Regions from separate parts of the Mus musculus genome. Here all the other regions are linked to region 2. Evidence: chromatin contacts called from public HiCAR-type and promoter capture Hi-C data. All regions are on one chromosome and are shown on one strand. Each heading gives the region's core, a stretch centred on a gene start, on an enhancer-like site or on the middle of the called end of the contact. The rest is flanking DNA. Distances are from core to core; before and after follow the strand shown.

Region 1 (4,016 bases), core at 201-2,700, 980 kb before region 2:
TCAATCACCACTTGTGGACATATTGAAAAATTTAACACAAAGATGTTTGATCCCTGCTTCTGAAGGCAAGGCAGTCCCAGCTTGACTGCTAAAATAATGTTCTTGGTCTTACAAGAGTCTACATACAAGTGCTTCCGTTTTGTTTTGTTTTGTTTTGTTTTGTTTTGTTTTGTTTTGTTTTGTTCTGTTTTGTTCTGTTTTGTTTTGTTAAGACAGTCTTGGGCTGGCTTTGAACTCACGGAGCTAAATCTACTGTTTCCTCTTCAGTGGTGGGGTTAAGTGCAGCACCACTCCTAGCCCATTGCTTTTTTGTAAGGTTTAAGATAAGCCCAAGTTTCTTTCCTTCTTCTTTTATCTTTTGCAGTAAAATGTACTCATGAAAATGTTGGCTAATAGGGCTATGGAGATGGCTCAGTGGTTAAGAGCAGTGGCTGCTCCCATAGAAGGTTGTAGTTCAGTACCCGTAGAGCAGCTCACAACCACTTAGGACTCCAGTTTCTGGGGATCCAACACCATTTCTGGACTAGGCAGTTATATATGCATGTGGTGCAAATAAACTTATAGAAACACATATACATAAAAGCAAAAGTAAAATTGAAAACAACTGGCTACTCATCGTAACCATTGTGGCAGCTGAAGTTACATCTGTGATAAAGGCGCCACTGTCTGCTCATTTTGGATTTTTGTTCGGAGTAGATATGACATCATTTAATCTTTGGATATTCCATGGAAATCTCATTCTGAATAACAAATACATAGCTCAATAGCAGAACATTTTGAGATTAGGTGCCCTGCTCAGAGTCACAGCCCTGGAAGACTAAGTTGAACCTTGGAGAATCCTGGTGACAAATTTACTTACTGGTGGAATCAAAATGGGAAAAAAAAATCAGTATTTCTCAAATCCTCTAAAATCATTCTCTTGGGAAGAGGTTTGGTTTGAATTTTTTCTCAGAGCAAAGCTTTCTCTTTCCTTAGGCTTAGGTAGTGTAAGTAACTGAATGCCAAAAAATCCAATTGCTATTTTGTCAAATTTCAAGGCTCATAGGGTGTGTGGATGGAGCTATTGATTTTTTTGCTTTGAAAGTGAACTCCCCCTGGAAGGATCCTGCAGAGCTTTGATCCTGACCTGAAAGTATTCCTGCAGATTCTAGAAGCCCAATGGTGAGGGAAACAAAGCAGGGAACTGGCCCAAGATATTTTTTTAAAAAAATAATAGCAAACAAATAAATACAACACAACAAGCCTGGCCCCTTGATGTCCCTTAGGACTGGCTGGCTGGAAGACTGATTGGAAGGAGAAGGGGAGGGGGTCTTTGTTACTAACTTCCTTCCCTGCCCTGGCTTCTGTTTCCTCACCCCCCCAACCCCCTGTGGAATGGTGTTTTCTGGGATCAGCAAGTAAAAATCACAAATGGTCTTTTCTTTTTTTTTTTTTTTATTTTCCTTGTTCCTCTATAAACAAAGCTTTATCACGTGTGGCCTTAAACTTGCTGCAAATTGCAAAGAAATGGCTCAAAGGCTCCAGCTCTTTCTGTGCCCTGGGAGCTGAGATGCAGGGCAGTGCCCTTGCCAGGGTGCCCAATTCCCTGCAGACTGCCAGAAAAAAAGAGGCCAACTGGAAAGACGAAAGAGAAAGACTGCTCAGGGGTGAGATCAGACCCTTGGTCTTTTCTTTCCTCTAATCTGCCCTGTCTGTGCCCACCAGCTCTCTTGACTTGCCAGAACTGTTCACAACTTCTGTGGGGTGCTGCCTCAGTTTCCTGTTTCAGACTGTGCTCTGTGATCCAGACCCTTGCGAACATTCTGAAAGGAACTGGACAGCTTTGACTTCTACCTCCAGGTAGGATTTGGCTTTTCTTGTTTATCTGTCTATCTGTCTATCTATGTATCTATGTATCTATGTATCTATGTATCTATGTATCTATCTATGTATCTATCTATGTATCTATCTATGTGTCTATCTATGTATCTATGTATCTATGTATCTATGTATCTATCTATCTATCTATCTATGTATCTATCTATCTATCTATCTATCTATCTATCTATCTATCTATCTAGCCATCCATCTAATCTATCTATCTAATCATCTGCTTTTATTTGTGTGAGCAATATGCCTTGTTCTCCCAGGACAGATGTTGATAATTTGACACTAATTTCTGCAAGGCTTTAGCTTATCTATGCTACTTCAGTAAAAGCCAATGGCTTCCCTTGTTAGCTGGGTGAAATAGGAGAGGATTCTGATTAAAGATGACAGGTAAACTCAGATCTGCTTTCAGATTTAGGCTTTGTTACTTACTAGTTGGGTAGTTTCTGTTAGATTGCTTAACATCTGTGAACTAAATGATTTTATAAGTCAAGATGATGATGTTGAAGTTTTGGGATTATTTTAAAGGTTACAATATATGCATATATCACACTGAATAGAGGTGGTGTTTATGATATGTGAGTTTGATACTAAAATTATTTGTAGTTAGGGGTGGGAGATTGGAATTCTGTGTAAGACACATTGCTTCTCATGAAAAAAACCCCAGGTTATTTTTAAGACCCCTGGAAGAGAAGACTCCCAGAGTCAGAACACTTTGCTGGTGCAGAGATGTTCAAGAAGGGAAACTGATCATGGGTTCCTCTCTGGGCCTCTTTACAGCCCATGCAGATTGGCTGCATCTTCCTCACTGGTTCAGAGCACAGGGCCTATGTGCATCTGTGTGACTCAACTTAACCTATCTTAGCCACCTGTGCTCCTTTAAAGACTAGATTCTGAAACCAATCCATGTAAACAGAGAATTCAGCTTTTTATAAAAAAAAAATAAAATAAAAGCTTGGCTTGTTCTTTTTAAAATCTGTTATACCTTAACCTAAAATATTGAATGAAAACTTTATCATCTGTCTTTTTATTACTTATCTTTAATTTTTGGAAAAATAGAATCAAGTGAACCAAGAGATAAAGGATATATCCAAACTGTGCTCTAGTCCTTCTATGCAAATGCAGATGAGGAGAAGTGGGCTCTGGCTTTGACCATGGATGTCTACCCATTCATGTCATTGAACATTTCTTCCTATCCTTTCAAGGCAATGAGAGACTCACAATAACCACCAGCTGGAGCCTCCTTGAAGCATATTGCGGGCATGCTGATTTGCATATTAGGCATTAAAATGCAGTTCAGTTTCTGCAAAACTATGCAGTGTCAATTTTTTAAGTGTTACTTTGCCAGATCACAACATCAACCCAGACCAGGATACCTGACCATTGTTCCCATTAGAATGATTATGTAACATCTCCAAATACAAGAAAATAGCATACTGAAACATCTCAAAATTTTGAATTATTGTTTTTAGCATTGCTACTGTATGGCGCACACATCTTATAGTCAAGCCATTTGCTCTTTTAAAGAAAGCTTTAGTTAGAGTGATGTATGACATTATTGAACACTTATTTGCATATTCTAGTTAAGAGCTTTAAAATCATGTTGAACAGGAAACAGTGTATCAATAACCCCTTAACAGGTCAAATTTAATTATATCATTTTTGTAAAGGATTATGGTTTTGTTTTGTTTTGTTTTTTCAAGGCAGGGTTTCTCTGTGTAGCCCTGGCTGTCCTGGAACTCACGCTGTAGACCAGGTTGGCCTCGAACTCAGAGATCCGCCTGTGCCTGCCTCTGCCTCCCAAGTGCTGGGATTTAAGGCGTGCGCCACCACTGCTCAGCAAGGATCACATTTTTTTATTTTCCGACTGAAAGCCGTGTTAGGAACTTTATTTAACCGTCAGTCTAGAATCACCATCTAGGACTTATACTGACACATGCAGACAAGCACATTAGAAAGAAAATGTAAATTAAATATTATAAGGTGTACTACTAATGAAACATGGGCTTAATAGGACAGGAATATATAAGTTCGGTGGCTTTATTGCAGTTAGAAAAATTATATTATGAAAGAGACATAAAAATTATTATTATTATTATCATTTGTTTATTTTACAATCAGTATGCCATCCTTTACCATTATGGCTTTAA
Region 2 (3,909 bases), core at 427-2,926:
TATTTTTGTTGTTTTAAAGCCTCCCTCCTAATGTGTACTGCTTCCAGAGCTATTTTAGAGATTTTAGAGGGTTATTTTAGCCTTAGAGAATTACACTTGTAGTTTTTTGGTGGGTGGGAAGATGAACTGCTGTGGGAGGGTTTGGACAAAGCACCAACCTTAAAATGAATCCAGTCAGGCCCTGTGTCTTAGGCAGTTTCAGCTGAGTAGCCTCAACAGTAAGAAAAGCAGAGCCTCCCCAAAGCCTGCCCACACCAAGTTTATTTTTGTTAGTTGGCTTAAAATCTGATAGGCTCCAGAGAACATTAGGAAGGCCTGGAGTCCCAACGTTTGGGAGGTGGAGGTAGGAGAGTCAGGAGAGGCCAAGGTCACCCTCCATCATCCTGGGATGCTATCTGAAACGCTGGAACGTTGAAGCTGTCCTGAAAACATTTTAAATCGCTTTGGGGAATTTCAAAAGCGGCAGTGTTGAAGATCCAGCAAGCACAGGCAGATATCTAGACTGAAGTTCAGCGTGTATTCTCCTCCCACCCCCACCTCCCACAGTGATAGAGAATGAGAAGAAAATAGTTTGCGTTGTAGCAAGCCTGTGTCAAATCAGGGAGTTGACTGTAGAGAGAAAGGAACAGGAAAAAACACCCTCGCCTCAGGGTGCCCCCACATTCCCATCTCCTGTGGATAAGAACCAGTGGTCTAGGTCAGAGGCTAAGGACGACTCCGCAGAGAATCACCTATGTTAACTCTTAATGCCCGGGTATGGCCTCCAATTTCTCCATTAAAACCAGTCATATCCTTCACCCTACCCCCGACCCCAGGTGCTGTCGGAGCTTGTTCAGTTCCGTGACACCCAAGCCACCTTTCCTCCTGTGCAAAGCAGGTCACGAGGGAGACACCAGCGCACACCTCGATTACGGTCTCCAGGGGGAAAGCCTAGGCTTCCACACTTAGCACAAGAAGTAAACAAAATCCTAGCGCATCTAAAGAGGCCCAGCAAGTACCCGGCTGCAGGGCGGGCAGCGTGAGAGGGGACGAAGCCTGGTGTTCCGGACCGAACTTTCCTTTATCCTCATTGCTAAAATAGCTGGGACCGTTCTCCATCACCAGGTGCAAGACCTTCCAACCTTCACAGGGACCCACCTAGACCTTGCTCGGTTCCCCGGCCACTGGGCGCGCTGCCCTGGCTTGCGCCCCAGGCTGCATCGCAGCTGATGGGTGATGTGCTAACTGCCAAGGACTTGAAGAGACTAGGTTTGACTTACCTTACGTTACAAGTCTTTCTATTGATAGCACACAGGCCCGAGACCACCCTGTGCTCAGGCTGTACCAAGGTGCAGACCGAGTCGGGAGCTCAGCTGCGCACCTCTGCTCGCTCGGCTTGCCACCCAAAACCACAAAGAAGAAATAGGTAGGGGCATGAATGCTCAGGGACAAAGGCCCCAAAGAGTGGATGTGTCGTACGTAGCTCCTTCCTCCTGTTCTGCCAAACAATAACACCTCTGCACTCCCTACTCCCACAACACACACCCTGATGTTCAGTTAAGTCAGGTTTTGGGATCCTGGATTCAGACCTACCAGAAAAGAGGAGGCTCTGCGGCGCGCTGAGGCAGGGGAGCCACTGCAAAGTCAGCAGGCTGCTGCTCTGCGGATCGCAGACTCCGGCTCTACAAGAAGGAGGAGGAGGAGGCGGGGCCGCGGCGCTCCAGCCTCCTAGCTTTCTCCATTGTGATTGGAAACCCGAGACGGGTCTATCCCTCCCCTCGGCTCGTTCAATCTCCTTCAAGGACAAGGCTGGAGTGTGCACGCGCTCTCCCCCGCTCTCTAAAGTTAGAGGTCACCTTCCGCTGAGGCACTTATTCCGTAAACCTGCCTCTCTGGCCTTCTGTACGGTCTCCATCTTGTGCTAATAGAAACCTATGTCTAGGTTGCATTCCGGCTCCACTTTAGAGCAGTCGCCTTGCTTAAGATGCTACTGATACATCACTCCAAAAGGCCTCGGAGCTTCTGAACTCTTTTCAGAAGTGGGGGTTTATACACGCCTGTTATCCCAGCACTGGTAAGGCTGAGTCCTGAGGGAAGTCAGGAGTTTGAGACCAGCCTAGGCCTCTCCATTAAGACTGTTTCAAACAAACAAAAACAAACTAACCCAGAAGAGAACAGATTTTTGGTCATTTAAAGTTCCTTCAATAAGACAGTAACCGCCCCTCCCCCTCTCCCCACACCTAATTCAACTAATAGCTGCCCAACAAGATCGAAGGTGCCTGATTTCTGCCTTTCACAGTTCCTCCAGGAAACTGCAAGGTCCCAAGAAAAAGCCTGGCCCCAGGGAGAAAAAATAAGAACCCTAAGAAAGATGTAACTTCCCTAGGAGTCGCTGAGCTGGTACAGTGTGTGTGTGTGTGTGTGTGTGTGAGAGAGAGAGAGAGAGAGAGAGAGAGAGAGAGAGAGAGAGCGCTTCGCATAGAACCCAGGAGCTCACAGTTTAGCAGGGAGTAGCATCCCCAGCCCTGTAATTGTCTTCCCACATTCTTAGCTCTTTGTCTCATCCAGCCCAGTGCCCGGTTCCTTATTCCAGCATGGATTAAGCAATCAGAAGTGTTGTGAAAATTTAGGGCAGTTGTGTTTTCTTAAGATAAAATTGTTTCCCCATCTAGCAAGCTCACTGGAGTTGCTGTGTGAGAATTTGCCTTTTGTTTTCTTTAAGTGTGTACCTCTTGTCAACGACTACTAACTCTATAAATAGAACTTCCCTCTGCCAAGCATTGAAGGTGTAAGTGTGAATATAACTGTGCTCTTTGGGTGCTGCCCTCTGCCCCAATTTTACTGAAAATTTGGGGGAGTCTGGGTAGAGCTATCACATTACTGGGGAGTAGAAGGAATTGTAGGAATTGAAGAAAAGGAGACTCTTTGATAGAGATGTGACAGGCAGCTATGGATGGGACTTTGGGGTAGAGTACAGCCTTAGTGTTTGGGGTTTGAATCCCAGCAGTGAAAAAGAGTATCAGTACCAGGAGCTGAAGGGGAAGGGGTGGCTAGGGGGAATTTTAGGGAAAGAATAGAGCTTTCCATCTGCAAGGTAAATGCTTAGGAAACATGCAGGCAACAAGGGCTAAAGTTAAAGTATATTGTTCTCGGGGAGTGAGGCGGGTTATAAAACCGAACCCAAATGTAAACTGAAATAGCAAAAGAGAGGCTGGGGTTTCCTCCTTTAAAACTATGTACGGAGAATGTTCCTATGTAGGAGTAGTGCTGCAGGGACCAAGACACACAAGACAGGATGCCTGCTAATGGCAATGTGCACACTGCTAGAGGGTTGCAAACATCAGCAAGTGATCACGCAGAATGTGCTCCTGAGCGGGCGAGGTGGCTCGTGCCCTTAGTCCCCCGAACTCGGGAGGCAGAGACAGACAACAGGCAGGTCTCTGAGTTCAAGGCCAATTTGGTCTAGAAACGGAGTTCTAGGTCAGCCAGGCCTACACAGAGAAACACCAGCTTTAATGGGAGGGAGAGAGGGAGGGAGAGAGGGAGAGAGAGAGTGTGTGTGTGTGTGGATCATGGCATAGCTGCTCTGTGCACTAAGTAGGATTCAGGAAGCGCAGGGTTGCAGGGTGTAGGGCTGGGGGGCTCACCACCTCTACAAGGACTGCCTGGTGGGGTTTTTGTTTGTTTGTTTTTTTGGTTTTTGGTTTTGTTTGTTTGGTTTTTCTTTTGTATCTTAAAAAGGTCATCTCCCGTTGTCAGGGTGTCATGTTTTTGAACCAGAGCAAGTGAACTGTAGAACAGAAAAGGACGCTTTAGAGACGATCGACTCTGATTACATACCCAGTCTTAGAGAATAGCTGCCAGTTGTTTTTATTGTTTGAATGAAAGGTGTGGAAGCTGACAGGGTTCTCACTGATCCCAGAGCCTGAG
Region 3 (4,040 bases), core at 527-3,026, 650 kb before region 2:
TTATTGAACACTCACTATGTGCCATTAACTTCATGAAATGGGAATATTTAACAAATAACAAGACAAGCTTGCTGTTCTGTAGAAGGCTGAATCATTCAAGATTGCTCAAACACCAGAAAAAGTTTCTTGGACCCAGATCCTCAGGAACAAATTGTTCTAGGAAAGTTAAAATTTGTTATAAATAAATGAATAAACAAATAAATGAACATACACTGTCATTGAATCAGGCCATGTAGGCTGAGGTTCAACTTACTTCTTGTGTTAATAGGGTTGAAAATTCACAATATAAAGATGAAAATTAGAGAGGCTATCTTGGCAGTCCTGAGCACACACTTGAATGAAGCCCCCAGACTTAAGGCTCCCACATAAAACTTCAAGTCCACTTAACTTCCTGAGAGGAGCTGATACTTATTTTGAAAAGAATGTTAGAAAGGGGAAGGTTTCCATTAGAGAGCAAAGTCATGATCCAAATCTACTTTGAATATAGCTGAAATATTACACTCTCAACTCTCCACACCTGCCTCATTTTGTCATCCATAGAGCAACTTTTCATCAGCCTTTATGCTGTTTCTCCTGAGCCCAGGCTAGTCACCCTACTCATCAGTAAGAGCAAACTTACTCCTCTCCCATGTCAAAGCTATCTTCACTTTCTTTAGTAGCTTAAAATATAACTATTCTAAATATCCATTTTCATTTTTTGGACAAGAGAAAGTGGGTCTAGTCCCTAGAAGATTACAGGGTAATTTTTCTACGAGTACTAAATCATTACCTGGTTAGTTTCTATCGCCACCTTGAAGATTCCTTTCAAAACAGTCTTGTTGTCTCAGAAGTTTTACAAACAAGAATCTGTAATATAAATAAATCATACAAAGCCAGGCACTTGAAAACGGATTTAATGTTAGTAAATTATCCTGCACTTTCTTCTAATGTGCCAACCTTTTCTCTGAAAAAATTATATTTTCAGATGCATTTTAAATATGTCTATAGAGGGAAAAAAGGCAAAGAATCGTCTGTTTCATTGACTCAACGAAGCCTGTGTAACTCAATACTGCATCATGCCATATTCCCCTGTAGAGCTCTTTGATCCTAAAGGAGAAATGTGAACAGAGTCAGATAACTACATGAACAGTGTCCTTGGTTAGCACAGGGTTGTTTAAACAATGACTCCTGTTCCCAGGATCACACAGTATCACAGATAAACACAAATCAACCATGAATGCTAATGAAAGCAGGGCATTGCACTTTTAATTAAGCAGTCAGCAATGCAATGTGTTCCCCTCTTTAGCACCCACAGGAGAAATACTGGCCACAAATATAAAGCATTTTGCATTGTTTGTTTTATTTATTAAAGATATATGATGGAACATCTATCGGCTCTACTCTTTTGAGAATGCAGGGTAGCGTTTCTCAGTAGGTAGGTGAGCATCCTAGAAAGCAGAACTCTAGAACTGTGACTTCCTCGCAGAACTGACTCTCTGCACTCACTAAGCAGAAACCCTCAGGAGTTGTCACCCTTTGGTTGGTGGTCCTTAATAACATCGCAGGCACAGGAAAGTACAACTTTGCCCTAAGTGAATAAGCATGCTCATTCACACTCAATATCCACACCCTCACTATCAGAAAATGCGTGCTGTTCATTTCATTTACTCTGCACTATTGAGTTAAGGAAACAAACTTTACCACAGCCAAGTGAGAAGTCCACACATGAAGGAGCCTTAGAAGACGGTCCTCTCCATGCTGAGACTAAAGGAAAGTCAGAGCAGCAAAAGTCCTACGAAAAGCACTTATTTTCAGAATCCTCAAATTGCCTCTAACTGTGAGAGACAGCCTCTTGGGTGCTGTCCAGCTAAAATGCTTTCAACCAATACCAAGCCAAGGAAGGATTTGCCAAGAAAGGACTTAGGGAAATACAATGAATTGTTTAATTCCTAGCAAGTGATTTTATTTTGGTCAGCTCCTTCCAATCAGAAACCAAAGGAGACAATGCTAAATTTCACTTGTTAAGAAGTACACACACACACACACACACACACACACACACACACACACACACACACACACATTTTATTTTCTACATTCCAGGTACCTGAGAAACCTTATCTGATATCAAGAAAATTGCCCATTCATATGGTTTTACCATGCAAAATAATACTGGCACATATAGACCATTTCTTCACCAGCAATCTAGTCAATTTGTCAGTTTAGATGTGTTCTAAATCTAAACTGAGAAGCAGAAGAGGAAATTCAAAATATGAGTTCTGCCTTGAGCAGAGCCAGCTGTTAATGGCACGCCTGTCACTTCTAGTAGCAATCATATGTAGAGAATGAGGAGATAGTTGCAGGAGAAGCCAGTGTTCCACACTTGAGTCACATTTTTGACCTAAGCCTTACCAGGCAGCTTTAGGCTTTCTAATGCAAAGTCCTGTTTGCAATGATTATATTCATTTAATACACAAGTATTTATTAAGCTACTAAATTCTAAGCACAATAGTAGTTGTTAGGAAATTGAAAATGAGTAGTTTGCACTTGTTCTCAAGAGGTCTCAGAAGCTATTGGGAGAATTCGATTATTAAGTGGTAATAATTGCCATCATTCAATCAATTTCAGAGACAAAACCATTCTGATCTTTCATTTGGATTCAGTAAAATTGTTTAACCACGCATGTTTAAAATTACCACAAATTTGAAGATCTACTTGCAACCTATCTGTGTGTGTTTAGACAGACCACTCAGTTCTCTTTCTATACATGAAAACAACATCTATCTTTCTCAAAGTACAAGGAAGGAGATGGAATTCATAACAGATAGGAGAAATATTTAATGTGAGGAAAGTCACAAAGGCTTAGAAGAGTGAGAAAATACGTTAAAGGCTGTATCAGGAAGAGAAAGAGCTGAGATATTCAGGCTGGTGTCCCTGAGGACATAAAGCCACCATTGGAAGCTAGGATGGGCTCAGTTTTTTAATAATTTCCCACAATTCCAGTGTCACACAAATGTTTCCCAGCAACAACAATCTAACAGAGTCTGACGAACAGAGAACATAACAAGCTTAAGCTTTATATGTCGGTCTCTGAGATAGAGAATGAAGAGAGCCTGGGAGAAAATTGATGGAAGACCAGATAAACACTGATCAAGTTAGCTATAATCCTCACTGCATAATTAAATATGCTTAATTCCTATTATAAAATGGGTGCACAAGCAACATTAATTAATTGCAGCTATTTGCTCCTGCATAATAGACTTAAGTCCTCAGTGCTCTGACTTAGATCAGATCCTTGCATATTTCTGCAGCTCTCAGTTCCTACACTCACATCTCTGAGTGACACTAAACACTAGGGTTTGCTATCACATCCATTGGTTTCTTTATTGAGTGAGATTCATGAATTCAGCCCTACGGTATCACTGTAGAAAGTCATCAGATCTTCACAGAGCACAGTCTGTCCGCAAGGAAAAGACCAAGTGTTTGGAGGCTTGCTGCCAAGAAATCTACTTGCCAAAAGAGATAAGCTACCGCATTGCTGATCAAAATGATACTTTGAACTCCCCCTGTGACGTGTGCTTTTCAGTTGAGTAACATACAAGAAGTGTCTAAAAGAATCTTTGTTCCTAAAGGATTGCTGCTACATTGGAAAGACAGCTCTGATATCATTTAGATGGTGCATTATATTGATAAAGTTGGACATCATAGAAGACGATACCTAATAAATAATAAACATCAACCTAACATGCTTCACATATTTTATGCATTATTCTGGAAATGCTGGTCACATCTGTGCGTTCAATTCTCCTAAAGCCTTGTGGCCTGAATATTGTCACCCAATTTTAAAGATACAGGATTTGAAGCACAGAGGGGTTGATATAGGTTATAAGTGCCAAAGGCAATATTTACCTCTGGCGACTAGTCATCTCTGTAGTAATCTGTAAACTGTAGTAATCTGGCCCATCTCATGTGTCTGTAAGTGATAACCCAGAATTTTCTGAATAGGTTTAAAGCTGTATTTGTTTTAATTCTTCCTCGGTGATCTCTATGCTGTTATTTAG

What was found. Promoter capture Hi-C pulls out the DNA fragments that hold promoters and counts their contacts. HiCAR-type assays count read pairs that join an accessible place to other places.
Region 1: a HiCAR-type map of astrocytes shows a contact between it and region 2, with 4 times the contacts expected there. The contact joins the promoter of Slco1c1 here to the promoter of Ldhb in region 2. A contact is called at or near these places in 1 of 39 promoter capture datasets (hippocampal neurons) and 1 of 115 datasets of contacts at active chromatin or transcription factors (astrocytes).
Region 3: a contact with region 2 is called in a promoter capture Hi-C map of liver, with 2.2 times the contacts expected there. The contact joins the promoter of Slco1a4 here to the promoter of Ldhb in region 2.

What each region holds. Positions count from the first base shown.
Region 1 is chr6:141,522,904-141,526,919 of GRCm38.p6, forward strand. Slco1c1 (solute carrier organic anion transporter family, member 1c1) reads left to right here and starts at 1,451. Exons shown (of 15, transcript NM_021471.3): 1 at 1,451-1,839.
Region 2 is chr6:142,506,281-142,510,189 of GRCm38.p6, forward strand. Ldhb (lactate dehydrogenase B) reads right to left here and starts at 1,677. Exons shown (of 8, transcript NM_008492.3): 1 at 1,573-1,677.
Region 3 is chr6:141,854,444-141,858,483 of GRCm38.p6, forward strand. It overlaps Slco1a4 (solute carrier organic anion transporter family, member 1a4), which reads right to left and starts at 1,777. Exons shown (of 16, transcript NM_001355577.1): 1 at 1,681-1,777; 2 at 770-846.